Linked DNA regions of Ovis aries: region 1 is linked to region 2. A link is a contact called in public Hi-C data. All regions are on one chromosome and are shown on one strand. Each heading gives the region's core, a stretch centred on a gene start, on an enhancer-like site or on the middle of the called end of the contact. The rest is flanking DNA. Distances are from core to core; before and after follow the strand shown.

What was found. A called contact is a pair of places that touch in the nucleus more often than the background predicts.
Region 1: a Hi-C map of blood shows a contact between it and region 2, with 2.1 times the contacts expected there. The contact joins the promoter of COTL1 here to the enhancer-like site in region 2. A contact is called at or near these places in 4 of 16 Hi-C or Micro-C datasets (all in blood).

The regions. Positions count from the first base shown.
Region 1 is chr14:10,356,842-10,360,089 of ARS-UI_Ramb_v3.0, reverse strand. COTL1 (coactosin like F-actin binding protein 1) reads left to right here and starts at 1,831. Exons shown (of 4, transcript XM_004014943.4): 1 at 1,831-2,090; 2 at 2,359-2,441. The coding sequence starts at 2,014.
Region 2 is chr14:10,315,963-10,319,152 of ARS-UI_Ramb_v3.0, reverse strand. All of the region lies in intron 3 of COTL1 (coactosin like F-actin binding protein 1), which reads left to right. Among named protein-coding and RNA genes, the nearest start is that of MEAK7, 28 kb to the right of the region's middle. Within about 2 kb of position 1,347, at least 14 of the 54 cell types and tissues checked have an H3K27ac peak or open chromatin away from gene starts, as enhancers often do.

The DNA.
Region 1 (3,248 bases), core at 582-3,081, 40 kb before region 2:
TGAGATAAATTTTTCCTGATTTGAGTTGCAAATACTTTCTACTGCTCTACTGCCTTGTTTTGTTTTCTTTTTCTTCCCCTCGAAGAAGACTTTTTACATATCTGAATGTATCTATCTTTTGTTATGGCTTTTGGATTTTGAGTCATGGTTAGTTTGGTTTCCCATTCCAATCTTATAAAGGAAGCTTCCCATGTGTTCTTATGGCACTTTTGTGGTTTCCTTTATTTACAGGCAAATCTTCGATCCTTTTGGAATTTACCCTTATCTGCAGTGTGAGGTATGGATCCATCTTTGGTTTGATTTCTAATAGCTAATTATCTCATTATCTTCATCAGGGAGCTGCTTTGAACTGTATCCAACTGGAATTGTTTTGCCTTTTAATTTACAGCAATACCAGCTCCTACTTTTCCCACTCACCTCCCCCCATGTGTCTGTTCAATGCTTGATTGATTTTTGTTTGTTTACCATTGATAATTAATTTTATTATTAATTAAACATTGTCCCTGACCTTTGGGGTTTCTATTTACGATTTATTTTAGTTGATAACCAACAACAATGACCTTTTGTTGAATGTCTAACATATTTGTTTACAAGTTTCATTAAACATTAATCATAAAGCAAACCTATGATGTCAGTTGTAGTTGTTGTTTAGTCGCTATGTGCGACTCTTATGTTGTCGGTACTATTACTATCCCATTGGAGGAAAGTAATCAGAGAGTTTTTGAGGCTTGTCCAAAGGCCCACAGTTAAAAAGAGGCAACACTGGATGCAATTCAAGAGCCGAGTCTTGGGGGGTCCAGCCTTTTTACTTGCCTCAACCCTGTAACTGGTCTTTGTGGAATTATTGCAGGAGGGAATGAATGAGTGAGTCAGTGAGGGAAGGAAGAAGACAGAATGAGTCAGCTCCTGCCCTCAGTGGAACCCAAAGGGGGAGATAAGATGTGAATGCAAATAACCAGAGCACAGAGTAAACAGTGATCCCACCAGTGTTTCAGAAGCAGTCCACTTTCTATCCCCTCCTATTTAACAATCTTACTTCTTTCCGATTTCTCCCTACCTAGAAACCACGGAGCCCAACACTGGGGCGGGGCAGTTTGATGCAGTAAGTCACCCATGTGGAGCTTCCCTGTGGAGCTCTGCAGCCCAGGAGCCCTGGTGGGGAGGAGGGAGGTAGAGGAAGGGATAGGGAGGAGGGGGGATGCAAAGTGAGAGAGAGAGAGAGGACAAAAGCTTGAAGACAAGGAATAGGAAGGAGGTAAACGGAGTTGTTGTTTGGGGGCGATAAGGAGGACTAGGGGTAGGAGGTGGGGGAAGGGAGGGGAGGTGGGAATAGGGAGGCAGGAGGGAGAAGGGGTTAGGGAAGTGGGAAGAGCAAGGGGAGGAGGTGAGGTGAGGAGCGGGTAGTGAATGAGGAGGGAGACTCGAGGAGGGAGACTCAAGGAGGGAGGAGGGAGAGGAACTAGAGAGAGGGAAAGGAGAAACAGGGCTTGGGGAGGAGGAAATGGGGGAGGAGTTAGGGGAGTGGGAGAACATCGAAAGGGTTGGGGGAAGGAGAAGAGAAGAGGAGGAGGAAGGAGAAGGGGGGAGGGAGAAGAAGAGGGGAGGAGAGAAGGGGAGGAGGGCGAAAAAGCCCCCCTCTCCAGCCCCCTTCGCAGGGTTGCGCAACCCACTCGGGCTGGTATTGGCCGCTGGTGAGTAAAGACGCCACGCCCCCGATACGCGCTAAGACCAATAGAAATAGGGGGCGGGGCTTAATGCGTCCTGGAAGGCCAATGGGCGAGGGGGGCGGGACTGCGTGGCCTGGGTCTAGCTTGCGCTCCTCGCGCATTCGGAGCCACAGCTGCTCTCGGAGCTCGGAGCTCGCCTTCTCTCGCTGCTGTTGCCAACCGCCCGCCCGCTTGCCCGCCCGCCTTCCGCGCGTCCCCGCCCCGCTCCGCTCCGATCCCTGCAGCTGGCCCCAAGCGCGCTCATCTTTCGCTGCGAGCACAGTATCCCCACTGCGGCCCCGCGGCGATGGCCACCAAGATCGACAAAGAGGCTTGCCGAACGGCGTACAACCTGGTGCGCGACGACAGCTCGGCCGTCATCTGGTGAGGAACTTTGCATTGCTCTTCGAGCCCCGCTGCCTGAGCTCGCGAGGGCCCTGGTGCGCTGAGCCGTCTTCCAGACGGGACGGATTAAGGGTCATCCCCGTGCGGTCTCCCCGCAGCCTTAACCCGGGACAGCGTGGAAAGCCAGCGCTGGCTTTTCGCTAGCCAGAGCATCTCTTAGATTGTTCTGTGGAAGCTCGGCACCGTTCAGGCACCAACGCTGATGTGTATGTGTATGTGTGTGTTTTTCTCTTCTCCCAATCCAAAGGGTGACTTTTAAATATGACGGCTCCACCATCGTCCCCGGCGAGCAGGGAGCGGAATATCAGGACTTCATCCAACAGTGCACAGGTAGGGAGACACGCCTTCTGGGGGACTCCCGGTCTTTTGGAACAAGGTCAATGCTAGGGAGGAGCCTGAGGCTACCCTGGGCGCCCCCAGCGCTGGAGGAACCAGATTGGAGCGTTCTAAAGCCTCCACAACGCCTTCTCCCGTCTGGGCATCCAGAACAACCAGAGGTGACCGGCAGCCTCCTCCCTCTCACAGTAACCTTTTCAGGCGGGACAGCTCCTTTGCCCCCACGGTCACTAGCTTTCCACCGTTAACTCACGGAGTTCCATACTCCAGGGTCCAGCCCTCCCGGGTTTCCCCTTTCATCAGTCAGAGAGCCAAAATAAAAACAATCCTGGTGCTTATCGAAGGAGAAAGGAATGGTTAGCGACAGCCCCCTCCTTTCTCCTGCCGTCATTGTCCATGTGCTGGTGATGTGTTTTTGTTTGTAGAATATAGAGCAGAATATGAACACATACATGCCATATGATCCCATTTATGTGAAATTTTAGAAAAGGCAAAGCTAATCTGCAGCGTGAAAAGTCAGAAGAGTGGTCCCGCTTGTGGGTGGCTAGCCACTGACTGGGAGAGGCACATGGAAGGTGGGGTGGGGTCTCAAGGGGTTGGGAATATTCTGTGTTTTGAATATTCTGTATTTTGGGAGGCAGTTACACAGGTGTGTACATATAAGAAATCTGTCAAGCAAAATCTTCAGGATTTGTAAACTTTGTGCCTTTCCCTGGGTTGTCTTGAATCATTAAGTGGAAAAACCACATGCAGGTACAACCACAACCTCCCGTCCTTGCCCCCAACACACACCACTGAAGC
Region 2 (3,190 bases), core at 98-2,597:
ATCTTAAGTCACAACACTCGAACTCTTAGTTGTGGCATATGGGATCTAGCTTCCTGACCAGGGAACGAACCCAGGTCCCCTGTATTGGGAGCGTGTAGTCTTAGCCACTGGACTACCAGGGAAGTCCCTGAGCACGTTATTCCTTCAGGCTCTTTCCTGTTCTCTCTGGATCCGGACTGCCACTGGCCATGTGTGGCCGCAGAGCATGTGAAGCCTGGCTTGTCACACTGCTGTGTGCTGAGTGCACTGGCTTTTTGAGATTCAGTATGGAGAACAAAATTACTTGTCCTGGTGTGGCTTCTAGCAAATTTACGATTCCCTATGTGTTAGCGTTGCTCTGGGCCGCGCTGGTCTCCTTTCTGCGAGGACTTGCGCCCTGCAGTTTGCAGCCTTCGTGTGGCCTGCCTCTTCTCCGGGAGGTGTTGGTGGTACCTGGAGGGTGCCAGGGACTGTGGCTGAGAGTCCAGGGTGTGTGCATGGTGGGGGGGGGGGGCCTGCTTTCTGTAGATGTGTTCTTTGTGGTTTTCAGTGTGGGCGAGTCCTTGCAGGCCCCTCAGGTCGTGGCCTTTGCTCCTACATTGAGGTCTGGCTGTCCGCAGAATCATTTTTGCTGTTTCTGCCGGGTTTTGAAAGCTGACATTTAAGCCCACTCCCCAGAGGTGGTGGCGCCTCCCTTGCCATGTTGAATGCCCGCTCTGTGAGGACCCTGGAAGGAACAGAGGTGGAGAAGTGTACAGTCATTTGGGGTTGGCTTAGGTTGACTCAGACCTTTGGGGGACTTTCTGCGGAGTCCACACCCTGAGGCGATCTCACCTTTTTGAAGCCTCTGCCCTCCACAAACTCCACCCCAACATCCTGTGGTGGGGGAGCCCCTCCAGGCCCGCCAGGACCACCTCTATGTGGCCGGCCACTTCCTGTCTGCCCTCCGGAGGGAGGGGGCTGCTTCCAATAGTAGGGATCCATGAGGCTGCTTGTCTCTGTACTTTCGTTTGAAAGAATCAGTTTTTGCAAACGTGTCAAAAATTTTTGGTTTTAAGCATGTCTCGAATTCTCAAATGTATAGGGTTTGAGTTTTATTTTTGCAGTTTGAGACATAGATTTTTTTTTAAACGTAATTTTGTTCATTTACGTTTATTGTTATGCTGTATTTCACTGGGTTCTGCTACAGTGGTTTGCTTCTTTAGCTATGATTCGATTTCCCATATACTTGTGGTTTTAAGGGGGACTGTGCTGTGTGCACTTTGACTGTGGATTTCTTAGACCTTATCAAACCTCTTCTTAACCTACATTGTCTAATGGCTAACAGACACAAGCGCAAGTGTTCTTGTTTCTCTAGATAGCCATATATAGCTATCACGGGCAGAGGAACTTTGGAACTTCCTTCTATAGCATCTTGAGCTGTGGGGCTTCCTCCTCCTGGTTTGCTCTTCACCCCTCCCCCTGCTGCTGGGGTCAGGTTGAGAAACACCTTATTTCTGGGTTCCCTTTTCCGGCTCTGCCGTTCGCTGTGTTCACTCTATGCTGATGACTTACACAGACCCTTAGCAGCACAGTATGGCAGACTGGGAGTAGAAAAGGATGTTGAGTCATCTGGGCTGATTACACAATCTCTCCAAGTCCAGCCCGTGGAACTTATCTTTAAAAACAACAAAAAAGCTAATATACTGAAGGAGGATAAGCGAGAAAATGTGTGAGGCTACACCTGGCACCTATTAGATGCCTGATAAATATTAGCCTCCCCTTTCCTCCTTCCTGTTCGTGTTCTTGGTGGCTTGGCATGTTTTGTGAAACTTGACCTTGAGATCGCTTCTGGTTTAGTCATTCTTTTTTGTTTCTTTCTCCCTCTTTTAAAAATTGAGGTGAAACTCCCATAACATAAAATTAACCACCATTAAAAAATACACAATTCAGCGGCATTTGGTACCTTCACGGTGTTGTACAGACACTACCTGTATCCAATTCCAAAATATGTTCATCACTCCTAAAGGAGATGGTGACGCTTTTAAGAAGGCCAGCTTTAGGACGTCCATCATGGTGCAGGGGATAGGAATCCGTCCGCCAATGTGGGGGACATGGGTTTGCTCCCTGGTCCAGGAAGGTTCCACGTGCTCTGGAGCAACTGAGTCCATGCGCCCCAGCTGCTGAGCCCGTGTGCCTAGATCCTGTGCTCTGCAACAAGAGAAGCCACCGCCGTGAGAAGCCCGTGCACAGCAACGAGGACCCAGTGCAGCCAAAAGTAAAAATAATAATAACAAAAATAAAAAGAAGAAGGCCAGCTTTAGAGTCAGCTGTACCTGCTAGCCATGTGACTTTGGGCAACTGTCATTATCTCCAGCCTTTGTTTTGTCATCTTCACAATGGAAATAATATTGATTATTAATATGTTACAGGATTTTTTAAAAAGCAGCTTTATTATGATATAATTTACACACCACAAAATTAACTCACCCTAAGTCTGCAGTTCAATTATTTTTAGTAAATTTACAGGGTTGTGCAACTATTATTGCAATTCAATTTTCGAGCATTTCCATCTTTTTCTGTTCCAATCTCTAGCTCCTTTTGTCTCTCTGGATTAACGGAATCATACAATATGTGGTCTTTCACGTCTGGCTTCTCTCACTGAGCGTAATGGTTTGTTCTTTTTTTTTGAGCATAATGGTTTTAAGGTTCATCCTTGTGGTAGGCTGAATCAGCACCTCACTCCTTTTTATGACTGAGTAATATTCCATCATATGGATAGACCCTATTTTGTTTGCCCTTTCATGTGTTGATGGGCATTTGAGTTGTTTCCACTTTTTGACTGTTATGAATAGTGTTGCCATGAATGTTTGTGATTACAAGTGTTTGTGTGGACATGTGCTTTCATTTCTGTTGGGTAGCTATCTGGGAGTAGAATTGCTGAGTCATGCTAAAAGGTTTTAAGAATTAAGTTTGCTAATGTGTGGCACTGCCTGGTCACTTAGGCCCTTTGTATACAGTGGTCATTGTTTACATTATTTCCTCACGGACTCTTTTTTTTTTAATGTGGACGATGTTCTGACCTTCAGACTTGTTATTCATATATTGGTAACTTCTCCATATTCTTACCTGTCACCATCCTGACATTTTCCTTACAGCAGTTTTATAATGCATGTATTCAAATACCTCTTGACTCTTCATGGCTTAGATCACCTGCTTCACTCATTCAAGC